2 separate regions of the Sus scrofa genome follow, and region 2 is linked to region 1. A link is a contact called in public HiChIP or PLAC-seq data. All regions are on one chromosome and are shown on one strand. The core of a region is the stretch at or near the end of the contact, and the rest is flanking DNA. Distances in the headings are between cores, read along the strand shown.

Region 1 (5,992 bases), core at 950-3,449:
ATTAATTCTTTATATGTAGGATAGGTGCTAAAGTGCATGAACAATAGAAATAAATTATATGTGTGATAAGAGGATTCAAATAACTGCTTACAATTTGCGAAGTAGCTTCCATTATGACCTTATTTGATCCTCACAGAAGTTCCTTAAGGTGAATTGCCCTGATAGTTCCATTTTATAGATGAGGAAACTGAGGATCAGAAAAATTCACTGAATGGCCCAAGGACACACAGCAAATAAGACAACTTTTCTATATCTCAACTAGCATGTTTTTGGTTGCAACTAACAGAAAATCCAAATCAAAATGTACTAAATAGTAAATAGAATACAGAAACTCTGTAACAGAAAAAGTCCCATGATATGGCGGGCTTCAGGCACAGTTTGATCAGAAATCCATCTCTTTTATTTTGATTGTCTTGGATCGACCCTTCTTTTGGTGTCAGCTTTATTTTCAGACTCTTTTTCCATTTAGTAGCAAAATGCTGAAACAGTTTCAGAGCCCACCATACTCTCTAGAAGGAGAAAGGACTTTTCTTTCTCCATTCATCAAACAGGAGACCCAGGCTTAGTTTTTAATCAAGACAGTGGCCAGGGGAATGCCATGTACTATTGGCCCAGGCCTGGGGTACCTGAACCAATGACCATGGCAGTCAAGGACACAACCCAGGAGTTCCCTGCATGGCTCAGAGGAAACAAATCTGACTAGTATCCAAGAGGACACAGGTTCGATCCCTGGCCTCACTCAGTGGGTTAAGGATCCCTCGTTGCCGTGAGCTGTGGTGTAGGTCACAGATGAGGCTCGGATCCCAGGTTGCCGTGGCTGTGGTATAGGCTGCCAGCTAGAGCTCCAATTCGACCTTTAGCCTGGCAACTTCCATATGCCACAGGTGCAGCCCTAAAAAAATAAATAAATAAAAATAAAGACACAAGCCAGAAGTGGGAGGCTGGATCATTCTCCTCCAAACCCCACAGCTGCTATGGCACATGGAAGGAATGGAATGGAGGCTGCAGAGTGAACCTCAGTGTCTGCCACGAGCCAGGACTTGAATTCATGACTTAGGACTCTAAATCCTATGGCGTTTCGTTTGTTTGTTTTTCTCTATCTCTTACGTGTCATTATTCTTCACTGCTGGAGCTGATCGTTCTAACTAAAATTGTTATTTTTGAGTGTGAATGTGCCTAAAAAAGCCGTTCTGTGCCCGGAAGTCCTTTCCAACCAGTGAGCACCAAGGCTGGATGTGCCTTTGGGTGTGTAGCCATGAGCTTTCGCTTCTTCGATTATGTCTCCAACTCACGTCCCTCTCAGTTTTGTTATATGATTTTAATTTTTTCCATTATAGTTGATTTAAATATTCTGTCAATTTGTGCTGTACAGCAAAGGGACCTGGTCATACATATATACACATATTATTTTTCTCACATTATCCTCTATCATGTTCCATCACTAGTGAGGAGATAGAGTTCCCTGTGCTGTAGGGAACTATATAAACAGGATCTCATCGCTTACCCACTCCTAATGCAATAGGCTCTAAATTTGTTTGCTCCATTCATTTTTGTTTCCAATACATTTTTGTTTCTTTGTGTCAGGGCCCAACCAGGAAGACAGAAACCACGCTGAATATTTGAAACAGAGGAAGTTTAATGCACTGAGATGAAAGAAACTTAAAAGCTAAACAAGGGATGGTGAGGCAATCTAGAGACTAGCCACGGCAGGATGTTGCTGCCACTCCCAGGCTGGAGGGACAAAGGGAGGAGGTGATGCTACCCAAGCCCTGGGCCTGGGATTACCCAGAGGAAGTGGGAACTATGGCAGGTTTCCTGTGAGAGCTGGAGACAAGGAAGAGAGGCCGCAGCTGCCAGAGGTACCATGCCAGTACCAAGGGAGGGAGAAACACTCAGACTTCTCCCTCCCTCCTGTTCTCCAAACGGCCACCAGAGCATCCGGGGGTCAAACCCAGTTCAGAGCCCTGCTGACAGGGAGCCTGAGAACGTCAGCCTGGAGGGGTCAAGGCCCTCTAAATACACGGCCAGGGAAGGAAGTGGGGAGGAATGGATCAAGCTAGCACATTTGCATGACAACATCAGGCACGTTCACGGCGGAAATTTTAGAAAATACAGATCTGCAGAGAGGCAAAGGTACAAACCATGATCTTACTAGGGAACTGCTGAGCGCTCCCTATTTCTCATTAGTCACTGGGGGATCCGTGTTCTGCTCCTTTGCCCGTCAACAGGCCAAGCACTCTGGCCGTTTGACATTTCGTAATGTACACCCTGAGAAATTCAGTTTCTCCTCTCTATCAAGTCAAATGTGAAAAAAACAGATGTTACAACTGTGGTTAAGAAAACCTTTATTTCCTAAGAAACTGACTGACTTCTTTTCCCAGATAATGTGAGTTCTATGATTTATCAGATTTCCTCTTTTTGCCCAGGCTACCAGGAAACTCCAAGTCACATGCTCAAGACCAGTAACTTTAAGCCTTTATAGTGGCATGTTCTCCTTCCCTCTTCTTCATGTTCTGAAGTATATTGTGTCACATCAGCTCTGTGATGTATGTGGACGCATGAAGAAGACAGGGGCAGACACAGGCGCCTAAGGCAGAGGCCCTGGAGTTATTCCCCAGAGAGTTGCTGGGAGATGGCTTAGCCTGTCCAACTTTGTCCTCTCTGAGCCAGCTGGCCAGCACTGGGGAGTTGTCTGCCACCGTGGAACAGATTCTACACCCTCCTCAACAGCAGATGGCCACTCTGCACTAATCCATGCCCTGCATCACTGCTGAGTGAGACACCACCGTCACTGCACAGCTCACTAGCATCTTTGCTCCAGCTCAGTAGGCCAGGGATTACACATGTGTGTGCTCACATAGACGCCTGCTCCATCATGTTTCAGCTAAGCGGCCCTATTAGCCTCTTCACAATGGGAAGGGGTGGAGTGAGGGGTCACCCGGGGGATTATGGTTAGATGTTTAATTAGATTGGGCATTTTAATTAGGTTGAGCACGGCTTTTTCCAGGAGGTGAAAGCATTGCCTCCTCAAGCGAGCCCCTCTCTGGCCTGTTTTAACTTCTTTGATTCCTAAGTTAGTTCCCTCTTGAAATGCTTCTCTTACAATTTTGTTTATCTGAGGCTGATAGTCTGGGCATGGTGCCCACTTTAATATGATTTTTATTGTGGCTACACATCCCCAGTGCTATCGAGAGGGTTATTATCGTGTTGTCTGAGACACCTTAACCATGGCGATTACCAGGCTGGGTGCACACCCATGCACCCCACCCCGCCCCGCCCTCCCCAGCGCTTTCTGCTTCCAATTTCAGAAACGAAGCTGACACTCGCTCCCATTCCACGGACACGATGAGCGTTTGGAACTCACCAGCGTAGCAAAGTAGATATTTGGCAATTATCGAGATCGTTGCATTGTGATAGGCAAATAGTTGATATTATTATTAAAACTGAGGTCCTGGAGTCTCTCTGTGGGTCTAAAGCACATGGAAAAACCCCCAATTGCTTGTAATTGGTTCTGAGTTCGAGAAACACATAGGCTTGCTTTCACAGCACATTTGCTTTCCTAGTTACATTTTACATAACCTAACGTGGTCACATTAGTTTGAATCCCCAAAGCACATACCAGCCCAAAGGTATGTTGCCTGCTAGGCGCGAGAGAAAAATCTGACCACAAATGCTCATCAGTGTAGCGCTGAAAGCTGGAAATAATAATAATGAAGCAGCACTGACAAAAGAAGGGGAATATTGTAGCATCTGGTTTGGAAAATGGAGTGTGTGTGTGTGTGTAAGTTCCATTCCTGGTTTCAGTACAGAATTAGGTCAGACCCTCACTCCCTTTAGACCCTTTAGAACACAGGGGTTGAAGGTGAGTGATTGTAATAATAACCCACTTCACGGGTGTGGATGTTAGCCAATAGACATGCATGTCACTGGCTATGCATGAAGGCCTAAGGTGGGGCCCGAGCCTGGACTTGTCCAGGAGGTTCATGCCTCCAGCAGATAAGAGTCCTGCTGCAGAACTGTATCGCACTAGCAGTGAGACTTACTGGAAAAACAAATAAAACATCTTAAATGTTTAAATGCATTTTCAAGTATTCATCCTCCAAATATTTAGACTCTTAAGCTGACTGGGCCAAGAACCCAAGCTTCCTGTGCATGCTGATGGTGCCAGCAATCTCCCCAAGATCAGCAAACATATAACAACTTAAAATATTATCCTCTTGAAGCCAAAAAAATAATTCCCCAGGTATTGTAGCAAAAATCAGCTGGGAGTCTCTGTCCAAAGGCCCCCTTCATCATGTCTGCAAGAGTTGACTTATTTTTTGTAAGTATAAGACATTCTTACAAAAAGCCTTCCTGAAACCATGGTCTGTGTTCATGGCAAAGCTGCATCCTAAGAAAAAAGTGGGGATGGAGATTGAGGAGTAGAGATGGGTAGGAGGGAAAGGAGGAAAGGGGGAAAGAAATGCAGAAAAAACAACAAAGAGCCTATTGAGGATAGAACGCTGGGACGCCTGAACCATGTCTTCAAGAGAGTCTGAGTAAACCAGGGATTTGGGGGTTGTTTTTCAAAGACAAGGGAGGAAGGCAAGAGTGGCAGAGGCTGATGGTCTTTTGCACCTAAATTTCTCTAAGCGCAGTCATTGTGTAATGGATTCTCCATTTCCCAGGCATAGCCCTACCAAACTTCCTCTTTTTAAAGCCTCCACAGGGAAAAAAAATTCATAGAATTCATAGAACTTCCAGGAAAACGATATAATTCTAGAGTTTACCCATCTCATCTTTATCTAAGAAGCTCCACAAGACAAAATAAGCACCTCTATTATAGATTTTGATTCTAGATACATAATTGGTATTTAGTTCAGCTTTCCTCAGGGACTAGGTAGAACAGTGGAGTCAAATCTTATATACATTAAACCTTTGTATGTTGGAGATTGGATATTGGTATTAAAAAGCATGTGCTCCAGAGTGAACGTGAGACAAGACCAAAAATCTGTTCTGTCCTCTGCCAGTCTCACGCTCACAGACCACTCCCTGTGCAGCCTTTGGCTTAAAATCCACCTTTTTAATATACACAACGCCAAAATTCAAGCTCACTGCTTCCCTGGTATGCAAACAAGAAAACAGCCACGTGCTCCAATGATGGAAGGAAAACTGGCTGAGAAACAGTATGCCAGGCTCAGCATGGCACCTCCCTAAGAGAGCTTCAAGGGAAGTTTTGATTATCTGTGATTTTCATCTTGTGGCTGACTTTGCAACCAGCCCTCTCAGCAGATACATCTCTGCTGAATGATTTCCCCCATGGCACATAGTAAAATAAAAAAGAAGTGGGACATTTTTCTGATGTCTCTGTGCCAGAACGAGAAACTCTGCTTTCTCAGTCTTGATACCTGACAACAAAACACACCAGAATCTCTTTTGATACTTTCTTAATGTGGGATACAAAAATGGTCCCCAGATAAAAGGTATGCAAGTGTCATTCATTCATTCGGTCTCTCCATTACCAAGTCCTTGCAGAAGACCAACAACATATCAGGCACAGGACTCCAGAGTGAGCTACCACTGAATCAAAAGGAGAATCAAAAATCAAATCGCCACTTGGTCATACTCAACTTGTGGCGTTGGAGGAATTGCTGATCCTTCTGGGTCTCGATGGTCTACTTGACCAAAAAAGGGGAAAAGTTGGGGCAAATAAGTTCTAAAATTCCTCCAAGGAATAAAATCCTGGTAATCAATTTAGAAATCTTTTCCAAAACCTTAAAAGAATGAAAACAAACTCCCTTATGCAAATTTATCTCTTCCTAAAAACCCTGGTGCCCTAAGCAGCTTCTTGTCCTTCGTCTTTGCTCTTCCATTCCCTCTCTCTCCCTCTCTCTCTCTCTCTCTCCTCCACAGTTGTACAATGTAACGATGTGCAAACAATATAGCCATCCACTTCTCCTCCTCTTTGACACCTGTGACCTCCAGGTAGACACATCCACAAAATGAAGGGATT
Region 2 (5,730 bases), core at 3,053-5,552, 85 kb after region 1:
AGCCCATGACAATTTCTGCTTTCATAACTCAGTCCATCATCACATAAGGTGGAGAAGCTTTCCTGGGGAAAGAATGGAAAAGCTCTGAAAGAGAATAGAAGAGGAAGAAAGAATCTCAAGAATATGAGTTTGTGTATCAGAAAGAGAGTGCCTGAGACTAACTCTGATAGAAGCCCTGAAAGACACAGTGGAGGTTTATAGTGGCCTGGGTCACCAGGCTCTGAATCAGTTGCAACATAGGGTCACTGTTTCACTGTCATCTATTAATCAACAAATACTTCTGGAGCACCTTATATTTGCCAGACACTGTTACAGGAGCTTGGGAAACAGGAGTGAAGGAGACAACGGCCCTGCTCTCATGAAACCCATGTTCTAAAGGGAGAGGGGAAAAAACAAAACAAAACAAAACAAGGACAACTAGACACTGAATGCGTAAGGGAGGGAGAGTTTAGACCATGTAGTCAAAGAAATAATCCCTAAAGAGGTAATCTTTGAGCTGAAAACTAATGGTGAAGAAAGAGCCACCTGTATGAAAATCTGAAACCCTGCTTTCCCCTCATGATTATAATAAGATGGCTGCCACAGCTTTCAAGCATCACACCCTCATATAACTTCCCAAGAAGGTCTGGGGGTTTTTACCCTTGAAAGAGTTTCCTTTTAGCAGGAATAAATATATTTCCCATAAGCACCAGCACACTTCCTTTCATGTCTCACTGACTGAGAGTAGAACCAGGAGGGGTATCTTTCCCTGAGCACATGCTGCCCCAAACCTACACCCAATTGGCTTGCTGTTCTCAAAACACAAGAGTGAAGCAACTACTTCGGGATCAAGCTTCAGATATTTCATTGACCCAGGATTTATGGATTTATCCAGCACCTAAGCTTGTGCCAGGCACTGTACTAATGTTAAAAGAAGAAAAAAAAAAGAAGACCTAGACACCATTTGCACCATCTCCCTCTATTGCTTAAAAACTCTTTCAAAGGTACGGTTCTTGGCCATTTCCCACCCTGAATGACTTTTAGCCTCAATGACTTCTTCTCAATTCATAGCTCACATGTATTCATGTTGCAAACATTCACTGAACAGCCTAGGCTATAGCAATATGATTTTGCTAAAAAGACAAGGTCCAGGGCCTCACAGAGTTTCTATTTCAGTGCCATAGAGAGCTAAACAGTCAATTACAAGAAAGAATAAAAAGTGTTAGAAGAGGTGACACCCGAGTCCCTTCAGAGAGCCAAGAAGGAGTACCTCCACTAGTCCAAAGGTGGGGTGAGGGATGGTGGCAAGAGAAGAGAAATTTTGTTGAAAATATCAGTAAAATCAACATGTAAAGAATTTAGGGACATGAGAGTGGAAATCAGGAGTGGGGGGGGGCAGGTGGGGAGGCTAGTCCACCTACAGAAATGAGCATGTGTTAAGGGCCAGAGGTGGGGAGATGAGCTGGAGGAAAGCAAAGGAGAGAAAGAAGCACAGGTTGCTGGAGAGACGAGCGGGAAGGGCGAAGAGGGAGAGATGGGTCTGTAATGATAGGTGGAGGCCAGGTCAACGCGTGCACTTTATCCTGCAAGGAGCCATTGAAGGGTTGGACATGTTTAGGTCTGCATTTTAGAAAAAAGGCATGCCTATCCTTTGTTCCAACCCCTTACCCACACTTCAGCCACACTAGGAAGACATGGTGGCCAGAGGCTGGACCAGGGTAGTGGCCAAGGAGTGAGGAATGACTGAAGGAGGTCCAACATTCAGTGAATGACAGGGCTGTGACCAGCGAGGAGGGGGAGGAGTTCCGGACGACCTCTAGGGACTGGTAGGGTTCAGGCATCTGGAGGAATGGTGGTGTCCTTTACTGGGTGGATTCATTTTTGTACAAGTTATGTTTGAGCTGCCTCGCGCAGGGCACAGAACACAATGTGTTCATTAAGGAAAATTTTTGATGACTTTTCTCCTCCCTCCCGCATCTTTCATATTAGGATCACTCTCTCCTTATCTTGAGTCACTTTTTTCAGACAGATGTACTTCCCTCTTTGCCTTTGGGTCCACACTCACATGGGCAACATAAAAAACATGGTCTATGGGCTTCAGGTTTTCACCACTTTGTGTCCCCGGAGCGAAGACTGTATTTTTTGAAGCCCTACTATGAACCAGGCACTGAAATGCAAAAACATGTCCATCAGTCATCACTAAATTTTTCTTTTTTCATTTTTTGGCCACAGCATACATATGTAATTCAAGTCTGGCCAGGGCTCGAATTGGAGCTACTGCTGCCTGCCTATGCCACAGTGCCATTGGATCAGAACTGCGTCTGCCAGATCCTTAACCCAATGAGCAAAGCCAGGGATTGAACCCAAATCCTCACAAATACAGCATTAGGTCCTTAACCCGCTGAGCCACAACAGAAACTCCGCTAATATTTCTTTCTAGCTAATGCAAATCTAAGGCATGCAATCAGACATTTAATGACGTCAGTGATCAATGAACAGCAAATTAGTAAAGGACACAAATCCAACTTTTCCCCTTACGCTTATCTTCTGCTGAAACAAACAAACGAAACCCTCATTCTTTTACATTTTAAACATTAATCTTATGGGACAGCATGATGGCATATGAAGGAACCAGTGTCAGTTCTGGGTGTTCTCCACGTGGGCTTTTAAGTATATGCATTTTTTACAATAAGCAATTTCACTTAGGTTAGTGAGGTTACCCATACTAATTTTATAATACTGTGTATCCGAATACACTGTATCTCTACGTTTTAAGTGGCCCCATGCCTGGATGAAGCATCAAAGTGAGAATGGTGAACTTGAAGAGTCTTTAAAACATCTTGAAGCAATAACAAGCCACAGACTGCAGCAGGGGCGTTTTTAAACATTACACAGGACGAAAACAATTGAACCAATTTGTCCTTTGTTCTTTTTATTGCATTCTTACATTAAAACTGTTTAAAAAGAAACTCAAAAAGCATTAAATCTGGTACCAAGCTCTACAAAGTCCTCCCAGGAGCCCGGTTTGCACAGAAAGTGAGTTTCCGCCGCCGCCAGGCTCCAGTGAAGCCCCCCCCCCCCCCCGCCCAGCCCGGCGCCACCCGCCCCGGGGACGCTTGTGCTCAGTCCCGGGGACGCGACACCAAAGGAAAGGCCGCCGCGCCAAGCCCTCAGCTCGCCCCGAGTTCTCCCTCCGGGCAGGAGGATCCGGACCCAAGTTTGCCAAGTTTTCCGACAGGCCCGGCTGAGCAAATGCCGCTGCGTCCGGCCGCCTTTTCGCTCCAGCTGCAGGCCCGGCCCGTGGGAAGTTTGTTCGCGGTGGGGTGGGGGGGGGGGGCGTTATCCCGGCCTTCAAAGAAAAGTCCCGGTAGGCGGTGCACCACCAGCCGGGCCGCACCCCCGTGGGGAAGACAACACGGGGGCCTCCGAGCCCCAAGGCACAAAGAAAGCGCTCTAGAGGATGGCGAATGACCTTGGAAACGCGGGACCATTTTAGGGTTGCAGTCCCCCAGCTGCCCTCCCTTTCCGCGCCGCTCTTTCTCTCCCGACGCCGCCCCGGCCCACCCGCCGCTTCCCCAGCGGTGCCTTTTTCAGCTTTTTCTTTAAGAGAGTTGTGTGCGCTGGGCCCAGGAGGGGCCGCGCTGGCCGCGGGGCCCAGCCCTTCCCGCCGCGCCCGGGGCCGCCCTTCCCGCCGGAGCTGGCTGATTGATGGCCCCGGCCGGCCCGGGTCTCCCGCCTCGGCTCGCCCGCGAGCCCGCCTGTGTGTTTTGGAAGCGGCGCAGCGGGCTGCAGCCCTGTGACGCCCGGAGCGGCCAGTGCCGCCCTTCCTTCCCCCCGGGCTCGGGCGGCGGCGCGGCGGCGGGTCCAGGCCGGGCGGGGCCGCGGGCTCCGGGGCGGAGGGCGACGGGAGGGGGTGCGGGCGGGGACTCCCAGGCGGGGGCTCCGGGGCGGGGGGCGGGGGCTCTGGGGCGGGGGCCGCGCCGCGTACGCCCAGCCCCACGGCCGCGCCGCGCCTCGCGGGACAGGTTGGGCCGGCGGGGCGGCGCCCGGCTCCGGGGAATAATGAGTGTCTGTCAGGCCGTCCCCGGGTGACTGGGCGGGGCGGGGCGGAGGCGGCGCAGGAGGAGGGGGTGGCGGGGGAAGGGCGCAGGGCGGGGTGCGTGTTTGCGCGAGTGACTCCGCCGACCCCTCCGGCGGCTGCCTCCACCCAAGTGGGTGGGGACCCGCCCAGCCCGGGCGGCCGCAGCGGCTCCCTCTCCCCTCCCTGACCCTCCCACCCCGGGTCCCAGCCTCTACTTACCCCGCCAGCCCCGGGAGGCTCGCAGAGCGAGCGGCGCCGGCGTCATGTGACTGCCCGGAGTTGGTGCCAGGAGCCAGAGGGGAGCCAGGAGCGGAGCCGCGCGGAGCCGGGGCCCGAGCCGGAGCGCAGCGCGAGCGCCCGCCGAGCTGTGCCGCGCCCGCCGCACGCGCGCCAGTCCCCGTCCCGGTCCCCTGCGGCCGCCAGAGCCAACGCCGCCAGGACTGGAGCGCTGACACCACTGCATCCGCGGGGCTCCAGGGAGCCCAGGTCTGGGCCTTTATTTCTCGCCTGCAGCGCTCAGCACCGCGCCTCGAAAAGTAAGTCCCCTCTCCCTCACCTTTCCTTCTCGCCCCGACTCCCGCTGCCCCTGTTTTCGGCTCGTCTGGTTTCCTTTTTTTGGGGGGAGGGGGGCGCGGTGAATGGGCTGGGGGTGCAGCGCGGAGGTGGGGGCTCCCGTGGGCTTGGGAAAGTGCAACAGCTCCTCGCAGCCGGGGGTGGGGTAGAGGAGGCGAGGCGGAGGGGCCCCCGGTGAAGCAGTGGAAAGTGTGGGATTGAGGAGAGCCACCGTGCGGATCGGCGGGTGCGGGGAGCGAGGCCGGTGGCGCCCGCCGCGGCCCCGGATAGGGCGCGGGCGGGGGCTCACCTGTGTGGTCCCCCGACCGCCGCCCGCGCGCTCTCTCGCGATTCCCTCCTAAGCCCCAGAAATCTCAGTGCTCTCCGCGTGTGGCAACGTTGTTTGGAAAAAGGTAGCACAGAGGCCGCGCGCTCCTGCTCCTCCCCCTTCTCCCCCATCTGGTCCCCCCCCCACCGCGCGCCCTCCCCCTCCCCGCCCTCCGCCTGCGCCCCCCGCCGCCCCCCTCTGCCGACGGGGCGCGCTGCCGCTCACCAGCGGCGGGAGCAAACTTGGAGCAGGCCCTCTGGGAAGAAACTTGGGGCGATTGAGAGTGGAGGCAGCATCGCATTCTCGGTCCTGGAGCCCGGGAGCTGCCAGGGCGTCTGGATCCCCGGGGGCAGGAGAAAGAGCTGGCCAGGTTTGGAGAGACCTCCTCCGGGGCACGGAGAGAACCTGCCGCAGTGTCTGGAGCGAGGATTGCAGCGTGGCTGGAGGCGGAGAACGCCTTAGGCAACTGCCTGCAGCGTTAGGGACCCGATCCGGTGGGGACCGAGGGACGGACCTCTGGACCCGAACCTTTGGGACCTAGCCTTTCTCGGAAGGGCTTTCTTGGAGATGGCAGACAATACCTGGAATTGTCATAACGACTTCTTTGGCAGATAAAAGGGAACACTCGATTCTGCTTTAAATTTTACAGCAGTATACAAAAATATTAGATAAAGAATATGCGCATGGGACTTTTATTTTTCTAAGTCAGGTTAAACGGAAACTGGTAATTGCTCACCTTCTTGTATTTCACTAAAATAAACATTTTACAAACTCAGAATACATCTTTCCA

Evidence for each region. HiChIP or PLAC-seq counts read pairs in DNA pulled down with a chosen protein or histone mark.
Region 2: a contact with region 1 is called in an H3K27ac HiChIP or PLAC-seq map of alveolar macrophages. The contact joins the promoter of KLF3 here to the enhancer-like site in region 1. A contact is called at or near these places in 1 of 5 promoter capture datasets (fetal liver), 5 of 47 Hi-C or Micro-C datasets (brain, epiblast stem cells, fetal liver and 2 more) and 2 of 2 datasets of contacts at active chromatin or transcription factors (alveolar macrophages and skeletal muscle).

Annotation. Positions count from the first base shown.
Region 1 is chr8:29,937,407-29,943,398 of Sscrofa11.1, forward strand. The region is part of intron 2 of LOC100510918 (a long non-coding RNA gene); the gene reads right to left. Among named protein-coding and RNA genes, the nearest start is that of KLF3, 85 kb to the right of the region's middle. Within about 2 kb of position 2,200, at least 17 of the 83 cell types and tissues checked have an H3K27ac peak or open chromatin away from gene starts, as enhancers often do. A contact at or near this core is called in alveolar macrophages and fetal liver, where this site is marked.
Region 2 is chr8:30,020,676-30,026,405 of Sscrofa11.1, forward strand. It overlaps KLF3 (Kruppel like factor 3), which reads left to right and starts at 4,303. Exons shown (of 6, transcript NM_001134352.2): 1 at 4,303-4,596. It overlaps LOC100510918 (a long non-coding RNA gene), which reads right to left and starts at 4,754. Exons shown (of 3, transcript NR_045041.1): 1 at 4,280-4,754.